2 separate regions of the Hordeum vulgare genome follow, and region 2 is linked to region 1. The links are chromatin contacts, called in public Hi-C maps. All regions are on one chromosome and are shown on one strand. The core of a region is the stretch at or near the end of the contact, and the rest is flanking DNA. Distances in the headings are between cores, read along the strand shown.

Region 1 (6,936 bases), core at 1,426-3,925:
TTACAAGTACATGTATTGAAAAGATGAGTATATGGAATTGGCTTACACTCGCCACAAGCTACATCAAGTTCACATCAGTACAACAGCATAATCAATCATCATGAAGAAGAGCACGGTCCGACTACGGACGAAAAAAAGATAAAAGAACGACGTCCATCCTGGCTATCCCAGGCGGCCGGCCTGGAACCCATCCTAGATCGATGAAGAAGAAGAATAAACTCCAAATAGAACAATCATCACGCTCACGTCAAAGTAACTCTTTACCTGCACCAACAACTGTTGTTGTAGTAATCTGTGAGCCACAGGGACTCAGCAATCTCATTTCCAAAGGTATCAAGACTAGCAAATCTTAATGGGTGAGGTATGGTTAAGTGGTGAGGCTGCAACAAGCGACTAAGCATTTATTTGAGGTGGCTAACTTAAGAATACAAAAATAAAAGAGGGGTATGATCTACGCATAGTGGACGTGAACTACTGATGATCAAATGAATGATCCTGAATACCTACTTACGTCAGACATAACCCCGTTGTGTCCTCGATTAGAGAAGGATCTCACAAAAGAGACAGTCACGGTTACGCACCCAGTTGACATATTTTAATTAAGTTTACTTCAAGTTATCTAGAACCGTATGTTAAACAAAGTTTCCAAGTTGCCACATAACCACGGGCACGGATTTCCAAAAGATTTAACCCTGCAGGGGTGCTACAACTAGTCCATCGCAAATTACCACAAGCCGCATAGAAAGCCTCGATCACGAAACTCGTGATCTCCTCGGATTCCTTAGTGGAAAACATCAACTCTTAGATAACACAAAGCATCACCGGAATCCCGATGCACAAGATATTTTCTAGAAGGTAAAACAAATCCAGCAAGGCCGCCCGACGTGTCGACAAACCCGATAGGAGCCGCGTATCTCGTTCTCAGGACACGACCAGATGGGACTAGCTACGAGTAAAACCAAACCTCAAGTTTCCTCGCGGTGGCCCCCGAGGTAGCCCGTTTTGGACCAACACTCATGAGGAGCACTGGCCCGGGAGTTGATTAATTATCCACGGGGTGATCAACCCTATGTGGTTCATTAGTTAATTAGGCAATTATAGTACAAAAGTTGGGCATTGCCAGACCAGTTTTAATCTAAGACGAATTATCAAGGGGGTCCCCATAACAACCCTGGTCGTGTTAGGAGCGCTCAGTTATGGAATATAACACCGGTAGCCGAAACTAGGGCGGTAAAGATGGAACAAAACACCAGGCTAGAAAGGCCGAGCCTTCCACCTTTTACCAAGTATATAGGTGCTTTAAATTAAATGGCATTAATATGGGGACATAACAAGGAACCCATGTTTTCACATGGAAGCAACTGCATCTGTAACTAGCAACGTTAACACATGGTTAAGCAAGCGATAACATAGCCAATCAGTGGTTTGCTAGGTTGTAAAAAGGTTGAAGGTTTATGGCAATGTTGACAGGCTGACATTTAATAGGTGGTAGGCAACGAGACATAATGAAAGAAACGAGACAACTAGCATGACATTGATAGTAATGGTATATAGGGAAATTATCATCTTGCTTGCGATCCCGCTTGGAAGAAGAACGAATCCGTGAAGCAGATGGACCGACGTAGTCGAACGGATCCTCACATTCCTACACGCTTATGGAACTCTACTGAGACGAAGCGAACTGAAAACAAGAATCAACACACGACATTCACCACGTCACATGCACGATATGATGCACAACCTAATATGATGCATGTCCAGTTGAATTATGCAAGGCATGGCATAGCAATTCACAACCGCCAAACACTACACATTAAGTGAAGCTCAATATGTAACGAGTTGCATATTGACGAAACTCCACATACGAGTTATTTAGTTCACTCCCGTTTTGATACATGACAGTATTAAATGTTGTTTAAACATGGAAAGAGGTGAAGCACAAATAAATTACCTATCTAGACATTTTAAATGAGGCCGGAAATGACATATAGCATTTCTGAGACGATCCCATGTGTTGACTTTGAAATTTGTCCAGATATGTCCAAAACACATTTTATTTTTGTTAAACGACAACAAAGTGGTTCACGTGAAACTACACGTCATTCTAGTCGGTTCACATATATATAGCTCATCTCCAACGGAGTTACGGTTAACTAGCTACGAATTAAACCATTTTCACATGGTATCACGCAAAACGATGCAACATAAAGGTTAAACAGTTTTAGATATGCACGAAAGTTGGAAATATTAATCTACACGAAACTCTACACGTTTTTCATATCTAATTTATTTCGATCCGACGGGTTTGAAAGATACGGGAGTTTTAAAATAGGCATCTAATGTGTAACTTTAAAATGCTCGAGCTAATTAGACAAATTCGTCGAGAGAAAAAAATGCAACGGGCCGAATCTATGCACTGGGCTGCAGTCAGTGGAAGCTTCCGGCCGACGTGCTTGGGTGTGTGGCTGTGTAAAAAATTAAACTATACATAATTTGGAGCCACTTGGACTCGAATCGAGGATCCCGCAGGTGCAGAACTGCCGAGCTAGCCAACTCGGCTAGATATGTCCTCATTTTATAAAATACATGCACTTCTAAATATCCTTAACATGCCAGAACGGATCTGAATGCAACACGAAGTTCAGTTATGGAAAGGATGCTCACAGCGGGGCCAACAGAGGCCGCGTGCATGGCCCGAAGATGGAGAGGGTCGGGGGGTTGCTCAAGGCGAGCTGCAGGCGAGGGGGCAAGGCCGTGTCCTGGCGTGGCGCGGAACGGGAGTTCCATTCCGACCAGACCCGTCACGAGATGGTGGCCCGCGACGATGGTTCCTGTGGCCATGGAGAGCTCCCGCTCGAGCACAGGAAGCAAAGACGACGCCATGCATCGGGAGGCGCGCATCGGAGGTCGGGAGGTCAAATAGCAGGGGCGTAGAGTGGAGGCGCCAGATCTAGTGGTCGAGAAGGTCCCTGCTGATGCCCGCGACGGTGGCCTTCCATGGCGTTGCTCGCTGCTCCTGTTCGAGGTTGCAAAGAGAGAGAGAGAGAGAACGAGGTGAGACTCGGGAGGAAGAAAAGAAGGGAAGGAAGGAAAGAGGAGCAGGAGAGGGGCGCGATGCTGGTCGGCCTGCTGGTGGAGCTCCGAGGAGACCGGTCGGCGAGGTGAAATTGGGGCTCCGGCAGGTGCGGCGGGAGCTGCTACTCCTGCTTGATGCCGGGCTACGGGCAGGCGGACGCGTCCATGGGGACACGAGCTGTGGGGGGAATTTGGCTGCGGTTTGGCTTGTGGAGAAAACTAGGTGGGTGGCGGCGGGACAAGATCGCTAGGAGTTACAGCGTGTTTGGCAGTCTCAGCGAAGGGGAATGGGAATTAGCAGTGGGAGTTGGCTGGAGGGTTTGGACGTGGGAAATAGTCTCCTAGTCCCATTCCCTTGTTTGGTGATTGAAAGGGGTTTTTCATGAGAATTTGATAGGGAAACTAACTAAGTAAATGGATCCACCGGTGGTATTCTATCCCTACACATACGGAGCGAGAGCAACTAACATGACAACGGTTTTTTTCCTCTCATTTTCCATTCCCTTCCTCAATTACCAGCCCCCACTAGGGAAGAGATAAGGGGAGTTTGACCCGTAACTCCCTTTCCCCTTCCCTCATTAATTCCCCTGTCCTCCAATCAAACAAGGGATTTTAAGTCCTACACCCCCCTAATTCCCATTCCCTACTACAAATTGCCCCGAAACAAGGTTTGTCCCTAATTAGGTAGAGGTGGCCTATTTATCGGCAATGGGGCTAGGTTAGGGGGGGTTTGCCCGTTTTCGAGCCATACAATCTTGATCGGACGACTACGGACGTGGGGATGGTCTTGATGGGCTAGGTGGGCTGTGTAACCATGATGTGCTGAGAGAAGAGAGGGGTTTGCGGCCCGACACAAGATTTTAAAACACCGAAAACGTTCGACGACAAAACGATGACGGTGCCGCTACCGTCGACCGTTCGGGTATCAAACGGGCTTCGATTGCGACGTAATTTGGCAGGCAGTCTACCTACACTATATTAAGACCGCGCGCCAAGTTTCGACACAATCCTAGAAAGTTTTATACACACTTTTAAAAAACAAAAATTTAATGATGCCGCGGGCGTGTGCGTGTGTGGTTGATCTCAAAACGGTCAACGACGAAAACGGAGGGAGTCGTTGATACGTCTCCAACGTATCTATAATTTTTGATTGTTCCATGCTATTATATTATCTATTTTGGATGTTTTATATGCATTAATATGCTATTTTATATTATTTTTGGGACTAATCTATTAATATAGAGCCTAGTGCCAGTTTGTGTTTTTTCATGTTTTTGAGTATTGCAGATAAGGAATATTAAACGGAGTCCAAACGGAATAAAATCTCCGGAATGATTTTTCTTGTACCAGAAGAAACCTGCCAAACTTGGAGAAGGGGGCATGAGACCTGCTAGGAGACGACCAGCCTGCAAGGCGTGCCCTAGGGGGGACGCACCCCTGGTTTGTGGGCCCCCTGCAGGCCTCCTAACCCTAATCTTCGTCCTATAAATTCCAAAATATTTCCCTAATACCAGAACGAGACAAAAAAAATTCTTTTCTGCCGTCAGGAGCCTTTCTATTGTGTGACCTTTTTAGTTCTGAAAGTGGCCAATCATCGGCTTCTATCCCCTTGTAGATTCTACGTGGGGTCTTCCCTAAAGCGCATAAACCTTTAGTCGACGTCTCAGAACACGTAGGCGGTTGCGTATTTAAAGAACCATACAATCATATTATAGTGGCTGCATAACTTTCACTTAGTCAGAGGAGTTCAAATTTGTGGCGTAGTTAAACTATCCCCCAGTGCAGTGGTGACCGGATTAGCCGAAGAGCACATATACTTACAGCATGGTTCTTGTTACAAGGACCCTTTTTTATCATGGTGTAACCACTAATGGTTTATAGTTTGACATCACATTTGGATAGTAAACTAGTTTATGCTTATCGTGACTATACATTTTTGGCTTTCTCCACTACGGAGCTTAACCATTCTGGATAGAAGCACAATCAGAGTGGTTCTCCCTTTACACTCCTAGTCGATCAAAGCGGAACATAGGAGGTAAGCATAGGAGCCGGGCAACAAAATCATTGACCAAAATCATGATTCGAAATCGATGCATCTAATGCAATATCCAAGACGCGAAACAAACATCAAACTTGAGCATAGGCCCGTTTTATAAATTTGAACCCCCGGTTGGAAGTGAGACTCATTTTGTATGTGGAAAGATACCAACTCGAGGCAAGAGTGAAAGAAAAAAACACAAAAGGTTGTGCAATGACCAAAAAGGTCTATTTTATTCATGAGGTTGAGACGTACACACCGAGCTAAAATAAGGTAAAAACCTTAGAAGATACAAAGCACATGTTAAAAAATAAAGGAGTGTGATAGAGGGCTTTAATCGGCGAGCCCTATGGCCCACAGCTTCCCTGCCACATGTTCGCACCTCCGTGTTGTTTACCAGCTTGGCCTTCTCCAATCCAAGGTTGTTGTATGTTGTCGACTCCCCCGTAAGTTATGCTTGATGCCTTCAAGAAATGGGGCCCCTGACGAAGATTGAGCCATAGCATGGCAGCTTAACGTCACTGAGGTATTCCTTCTGGCGGGCCTTTATTGTGTCAGAGAGATCACCAGGATTTGGGTGTGCGTGGATGATCCGAAGTAACACACCCTCTTGTTTTTATTCTTATGCTCCTTAAGTCCTAAGAATATTTAAGCATGAAGTTGTGTACTCTAGGTATGTGGTTTGCTACCAGAGAGTAGGAGGTGAGGATCCCGTATCCCTATTTAGGATTCAGGCGAGTTCGACCACGGGTCGATGTGAAAGTGAACACACGCTTTGAATAGCCCGAGAAATCCTGTCGAGCTTCACGTTATGTCGCTTATTCGGTCTCCTCGGAATCGGCAGTGAATGTTTTTGTTTGCTCCTCTGTGCAGAGGGAGTGTTCCATGTTGCCGCTAATGGTGATGACACCATTGGGGCCAACATCTTGAGTTTCAAGTAGGCGTAGTGCAACACCGCGTGAAAGCGGGCAAACACCGTGTGACATAGCAGTGCATGGTAACCGCCATGGAGAGGAACTATATCAAAGATCAAATTCTCGCATCGGACATTGTCGGGCAAACCAAAAACAACTTGCAGTGTGATGGCGTCCGCACACTTGGCCTCCACGCCAGGTATGACCCCCTTGAAGGTGGTACTAGTGGGTTCGATTTGTAGCAGATCAATACCCATTTTGTTCACCGTGTTGACATATAGCAAGTTTAGACTACTTCCGCCATCCATGAGGACACAAGTTAGGTGGAATCCTTCAACAATAGGATCTAAGACCAAGGTGGATGACCTGCCGTGCCGGGTGCTTGTTGGGTGGTCCTTCTTGTCGAAGGTGATAGGACAAGCCAACCATGGGGTGGGTCTGGGCTACATGCTCTAAGGTGTAGACGTCATGAAGTGCCCGCTTCTGCTCCTTCTTAGGAATATGCATGACATAAATCATGTTCAAGTCCTTGACCCTGGAGGGGAATACTTTATGTCCGCAATTATTGGCCTACGAGGATCGTCCTCGTCGTCTCTGCTCCGGGACTGACCCATGCCTAACTCGGATAAAGCCTTCCAAACCTTCTTGAACACCCAACATTATCGATTGGCGCGGTTAGCGGGTTTATTTGAGGTGCCATGGATCTGGCAAGGCTTGTCAAGTATTTTGTCCAGAGCACTTGGGTCATCTTTGTTATCTTTAAAGGGTCGCTTCTTGGGTCCAACCCGTGAGATATTGAACCCTGCATTGACTGCTAGGTCCTCGGAATCGCTGTTGTTTTGTTTATTCAAGCGCTTGTTTTTTGTGTCTAGTTTTGTCGTTCCTATATCGCACCTCCGAGGTGTCTGA
Region 2 (6,450 bases), core at 1,239-3,738, 910 kb after region 1:
CACCGCCTCCAATTTCTCCTCATCAAAGTGGTTGAGGTGCTTCTCCATGAGAACCGTAAGGTTGGATGTCTGCTCCTCCATCGCAGCGATGAGGTGTCGCGTCTGGAGGAGGGTTTGGATGACGTTGTTGCACCAGCTCGGAGCAAATCGAACCCTACAAAGGATTTTGAGCGATCTCATCGGAGTGAAATCGCACCTACTCCAATGGATATTACCGATTTGCCAAGAGGTTATGGGTGCGGCAATGTGGATCCGGCGGCGGGGGAGGAATAAATTGGCTCTAGATAGCAATTGTGACGACCATGAACCCTAGGAAAGGGTATTGGCGACACGAGAAAGGGAAAAGGGGATGATGAGAGGAGCAAGGGGAGAGGGATAGACGGTGAGGGTGAGGATGACTGAGAGTCGTCTCATTTCCTGTCCTTCTTGATGAGTCCACAGGGTTAAGTACATCGACACACACTCTCTAGTCCGAGGCCACACTCGGCTCAATACAACCCTGGCCCACGGCTCACTCATCCTCTTCCTACTGCTTGTCAACTCATACACTTGTATCACGTGTGACACACGTTGCATGGGTTAATGGGACAGAATTAGGAGAGTAAGGTTGGGTTTTTTTACCTTCGAAATAAGAACTAGGCATGTATTTTTGAGCATTCTACACTCTCCCCGCTCTTCACAATATACAAGGGGCAATGCTACAAATCAACTAGATGATAATGAACAAACATAAGCCGCCTCGCAAGCAGTCAGATTGCTCGATGTGTAGATCTTAGATTTGGTCAACGCAGAAGACGCACACAACTGCTCGTAGTCAAATCCAAGCACGCCTCCTCTGCAACGATGCTGCTCTGTCAATCTCACCTCACCATGGCGACTGCGCTGGCGACATCGCATCACTTGGGCCATCAGTAGAGCTCCAACACTGCAGCACCAGAGCCACCGGTAGAGCTCCAACGCAGCAGCACTAGAGCCGATGGAAAACAAGCTTTAAAGCAACACTGATGACCCCCCGGGGAAGCTCCACTGCAGCTCCATGGCAGCACCGCAACGCAAAAAAGGTCCACACAACACCGTCGGCGTCCCGGTGAAGCTCCATTGCAGCTGCAGCAGAGCTCTATTGCAGCAGACGCGCTCCATTGCAGCCACTGGCGTGCGGTGTTCCGGCGAAGCTCCATTACAGCCCCAGCCGCGACGGGGCTCCATTGCAGGCACGGTGGTGTTCATTCGCAGACAGACGCGCTCGATTGCAGCCACCGGGACACTCCATTGCAACTTTGAGCTTGCCACTGAAGCTCCATAGCAGCTCCGAGCGCCGCCGGTGAAGCTTCGTAGGATGCACCTATGAAGCTTCCTTGCAACACCAGGTTCTGAGCCTCCGCGCGGGCACTGCACCGCAACATGGGGAGCCACCGTTGAGTGCTCCACTACAGCACTGTCCGGTGCATGCGACGGTAACATCTCATGACGTGATGGCGACGGGGTGCTGCGATGAAGCTCATGACGGGCCACTTATGTTGTTGTGACAGAGCTGCTCCGACACAGATACAACACGTTGTGGTTGTCGTCGTTCTCCTCCTACTCCGTTAGTTTGTAGTAGCGACGGGGTGTGGTGGTGTGGGGTGGGGGTGGCGAAGAGAGATAGAAAGGGGAAAAGAGAGGAAAGAGATGAGTGGAGGAGGAGATTGCGTGCGGGGAGAAGATAAGGCTAGACACAGCGGTGACGGGTCCATAGGGACAAGTATCCACCAGAGGACGCGGCTTACATTTTCTTAATTTCATCTGTTGATAATAAACGTTTTTCATATACAAAACCATTGTTTCCATAAATATCATGGTGTTTTTAAAAAACACGTGTCATAAAACCGTGTAGTGCTTTTGTAGGAAACGTCGAGGAAAGTTCAGTTTTTAAAGCAATTTCAACAGGGCGATCCATTTCGTCCGCCGCCGTCCGTTTGGATCCGCGCGGACAATAGTGATGGTCCAACGCACGGACCCATTGCCAAAACGTGTCCGCTTCGCGTCCGTGCCGATCCATTTTCGGCTCAAATTTAGGACAGAAATGCATCGACGCGGACGCGTACGCATCCTCTCTGTGTCCGCATGTGGCCGGCCTGGCCTACTTATCACACAACCACCCACCCACCTCTGTCTGCTTATTTAATTCGTTGGTCCATCCCCAACCATCTCTCTTTTATTATTTTAATACTACAATATTGTTGTTCATGTGCTTTCTGTTGGATACATGTGCCGACCCATTTACAAAAAGAACACGGATAGACCGACGAAAGACCCAAACGGACAAAAAAAAACGCTGTCCGTTTGAATCGCCCCCTTAAAGTTGCTCTTACCTTTTCTTTAGATCAGTTTTTACTTCCTCTCCCGTGTATGCACTATGCCGGACGCACTTGCTCACTGTAAATAGAAAATGTCGCTTTTTTTTGAGCGGTAGAAATTGTGTTATTTGGTTGCACCGTTCCACACATGGGCCACCGGCCTGCGGATCACTTGGGCCCTTCCTTCCCCATCGGATAAAATCCCAGCGCCTCGCTTTGCGGCGGAGACGAGCCGGACCGGCGGCAGCTGAAGCCTGAGAGCGGCACGACGATGATGGCCGCAGCGAGAATGGCCTTCGCATCAAGCTGTCGCGTTCACCTCCGCCTCCCTTCCCCGCCTTCAACCCCCATCCTCGCCAGGACCCGAGTTGGCTGCAGGGGCATAGCCAAATCCATCTCCTTCTTGGCACCGTTGTCTGCTGCGAGATCCGCCAAACATGCCGCCCTCTTCTGCTCTTGCTCCTTGCCTTCCTCCGACGCCGTCGTCGCACCGGCACCTACGCACGCGGCCGTAGAGGAGAAGAAGCCGGCGCCCGCGGCTGGGGAGGAGGAGAAAGGCGAGGTTCCGGTGGGCGAGCTCGCTGGCCTCCTGGACATCCGGGTGGGGCGGGTCGTCAAGGCGTGGCTGCACCCGGAGGCGGATACTCTCTACGTGGAGGAGGTCGACGTCGGTGAGGAGCAGCCGCGCACCATCTGCAGCGGCCTCGTCAAATACCTACCCATCGACCAACTCCAGGTTATGAATGATGCATGAGAACTCGTCCATCCAAGATTTTTCAGTTATTTAGAAATGATGTACTGTACTAGCTAGTATGCTCAAGTTTTTGTATAGATCACATAAATTGCGCATTTCGGCGGGCGGGCGGGCAAGTAACTACTTATTACCAGTATCTATGTGGACGAACTGGAAATTTTAGTATGTATCAATTAAGAGCAACATCGCTATTAGATGAAGTGTACAGCTTACTTAATGATTATGCTGGAAGTGTCGATTCACTTGGTGAGATAATACCAGGTGCCAACCTTCCTGAATTTACCAGGATTGGTCTAGCTTGAGCCAAGATCCTCATGCTTCACTCTACGATTGCATTCAGTTTGTTTATTGACGTCTTTGGGTATATAGATGGTCTGCAATGAAGTGCAAGTTATTTTCTTCTATTTTACTGAATATACTGATGACATCAGCTATGGCATGCGATCTATGCAGGACAGCAATGTCATTGTTCTTGCTAACCTGAAACCAAGAAACATGCGCGGCATCAAGTCTAATGGCATGCTTATGTGTGCCTCTGATGCTTCTCACGAGGCTGTTGAGTTGCTCACCCCTCCAGAAGGTTCTGTTCCTGGTGAAAGGGTATGGTTTGGATCTGAAGATGAAAAGAGTCTTCAATCTGAACCTGCAACGGGAAACCAGGTATCACTTATAATTTAGACATTTGTCTTGGCATTGTCTCTTGACGATTCCAGTTATGCTAAGTAATGCAGATTACTACAGTTAGTATCCTTAAGCCCTGTGTATGTTGTCCGCTTAACTGTATAAAGATTTTCCTTAATGTTCTACATTTTACCATGAACAACATTATTTTGATTAAATGTTGCTCACAACAGCTCCAATGCACAATTCAATGTAGTCATAGCTGATGAACGAGACAGGTACATGGAAGGGATCAATTTTAGTTGCAACTGGTAACGATGGGTAGTACATTATGCATTCACATATGAACCAGGACACAACCACTTAAGATTTGTTGCATGAATTTCGGAGCAAGGAGCATGATGTTATATATGTAGTATAAGCCATGTGTATTTTTATCTAGTACTGTACATAGTTACAACCCATGTCCCACTTGATATATTGGTCACAAAACTATTACCTGAAATTATCCATATTTTGTGCAACTTCTTTTCAAAATATATGATGCTTATGTAAACCTAGTGAGCAAGATTAATGTATTGAAAACAGATTTCTTGCCAAATTCCACACAGTTTATTCTACATCGAGTCATTTGCAGAGACAGCTTACACGGCTAACTGCCACATCGTTGTCTTTCTTTCTTTGTGATGTACTCTCTCCGTTTCTAAATATAAGACTTTTTAGAGATTCCAATGCGGACCACATACGGATGTATATAGACATATTTTAGAGTGTAGATTCACTCATTTTGCTCCCTGTGTAGTCCATATTGGGATCTCTTAAAGGTCTTATATTTAGGAACGGAGGGACCGAGGGAGTATTACTCATTCTTAGTTCTGCATAATACAGGTCTGCACCTTATGCAGACTAAATTTGGTGAGAAAACCTGCAGAGAAAACTGATATCTCACTGATAGTTTCTGGGAACTCTGTGGATTCTTGAGAGGCAATCCCTGGTTGTTAGGTCATAAAACGCTTAGTAAAATATAAGTGGTAAAATACTACTCCCTCCGTTCCTAAATATAAGTCTTTTAAGAGGTTTCACTAAAAAAGTACATACGGATGTATATAGACATACTTTAGAATGTAGATTCATTCATTTTGATCCGTATGTAGTCTCCTAGTGAAATATCTAAAAAGACTTGCGTGCCCTTCCATCACTACTGTGATTGGCAAGATTAAGGATGAGGCTGTTCTTTGGGCCAAAGCCGGAGCTTTGGGCCTCCGCGTCCTATTGCCGCAGACCTGGGATGTGCACTAATACCCCTGTAATTGCACTGTAATTTGCCTCCTAGGAGGATTGTACCAAACCCTCTCTTTTTAATACAATGAAAGCAAAAGCTTTTTGCGTTTTCTCGAAAAGAAAAAAAAGAAACGGAGGGAGCATGACTCTTTGTTTGTGTGAAAATAATATAAAAAATTCAAAATCTTGATAGGCCTAGAGCCATCTCGCTTTTTGTCCACTCCGATGAATCCAACCTATGTAAGAGATTATTTTGCAGAAGTGAGTTACCATGGAACATACTTTGCAGCAACACAGCTCATGGTTTGTTGTATTTTTGCCAGGTTCAAAAGAAAAAGATTTGGGAGTCTGTTCAGCCTCACCTTAAGACAACGGATAACTGCATAGCAATTCTTGGTGAGCAACCAATGCGCACCTCGGCAGGCATGGTTTTCTGCAAATCGTTGCAGGGTGCAAGAGTGTCATAATTCTGATTGAAGAGATGATCTCTTCTTCCTTTTTGGCTGTATCGTTATAGCGGGAGTGAAATCTTCAATGGAAATATTGCCTCGAAGGATATTTTTATTGATAGTATCCACATTTTATAGTTTCTCAGTATCAAAGCTCAAATGTGAGCCCATGGATGGAATTTATCTTCTCCTCCACTTCAATCCAAGGTTAATAATTGAATTTTGCATGATAGTATTAACAAACCTGTTTTGGTCATTAGACTTTTAAATGCTGATTTTGCATCTCTGCGGCTGGAATAAGTTATGACTTTGGTTGGATCACGAAGGGTGTAGCTGGAGCCACCAGATGGTCCTCCAATTAGAGTAGTGATCTAAAACGTAATCTCATTTATTTTGGAGTAGTTCTTTCTGTTTTCTTCTGATTTCATGCCTTACTGGTAAAGGTTGCACGTATAGATTATCACCTCCGTTCTGAATTATAAGGCGTGGTTTCAATATTTCAATATGGACCACATACACACTAAAATAAAATGTGTACAGAATTTGCGGGTACTACCTCCGTCCCGGTGTATAAGTCTTCTAGGTCGACAATTTAACTATCTAAATATGTATCATTTGTAACAAAAAATATATATTTAGAAACTATATTCGTGTAGAAATCTAGTGATATATTTTTCATAACATATAACATATATTTAATTCTTTAAATCGGTGACCTAGAATTACGCGAATGACTTATACATCGGAATGGAGGGAGTACTAAATTTATAATAAAGACCATTAATGGAGCTCTAAACAAGAAATAGAGTTAATTACACTTGGGGTACATAAACTTTCGTTGCTGTAACGTAGTCATACATGAAAAAAAAACCCAGAAAAGTAGTGCATTAACTCTGATGCGGTAACATTTGGGCACAAAAGTGTTCGAAACGCGTCGCGGCGGTAGCCACGTCGGAAGGGGGCACGCGTCGGCTGTTGCTTCGGCTTGGCTGAGCATTTTTCATAAACC

The links. A called contact is a pair of places that touch in the nucleus more often than the background predicts.
Region 2: a Hi-C map of seedling shows a contact between it and region 1, with 2.8 times the contacts expected there. The contact joins the promoter of LOC123426426 here to the enhancer-like site in region 1. A contact is called at or near these places in 2 of 6 Hi-C or Micro-C datasets (leaf and seedling).

The regions. Positions count from the first base shown.
Region 1 is chr2H:403,385,801-403,392,736 of MorexV3_pseudomolecules_assembly, forward strand. No RefSeq gene overlaps it. Among protein-coding and RNA genes, the nearest start is that of LOC123430163, 100 kb to the right of the region's middle. Within about 2 kb of position 2,676, at least 3 of the 3 cell types and tissues checked have open chromatin away from gene starts, as enhancers often do. A contact at or near this core is called in leaf and seedling, where this site is marked.
Region 2 is chr2H:404,300,911-404,307,360 of MorexV3_pseudomolecules_assembly, forward strand. LOC123426426 (aminoacyl tRNA synthase complex-interacting multifunctional protein 1) reads left to right here and starts at 2,489. Exons shown (of 3, transcript XM_045110263.1): 1 at 2,489-3,072; 2 at 3,544-3,750; 3 at 5,316-5,680. The coding sequence starts at 2,608. The coding sequence ends at 5,459.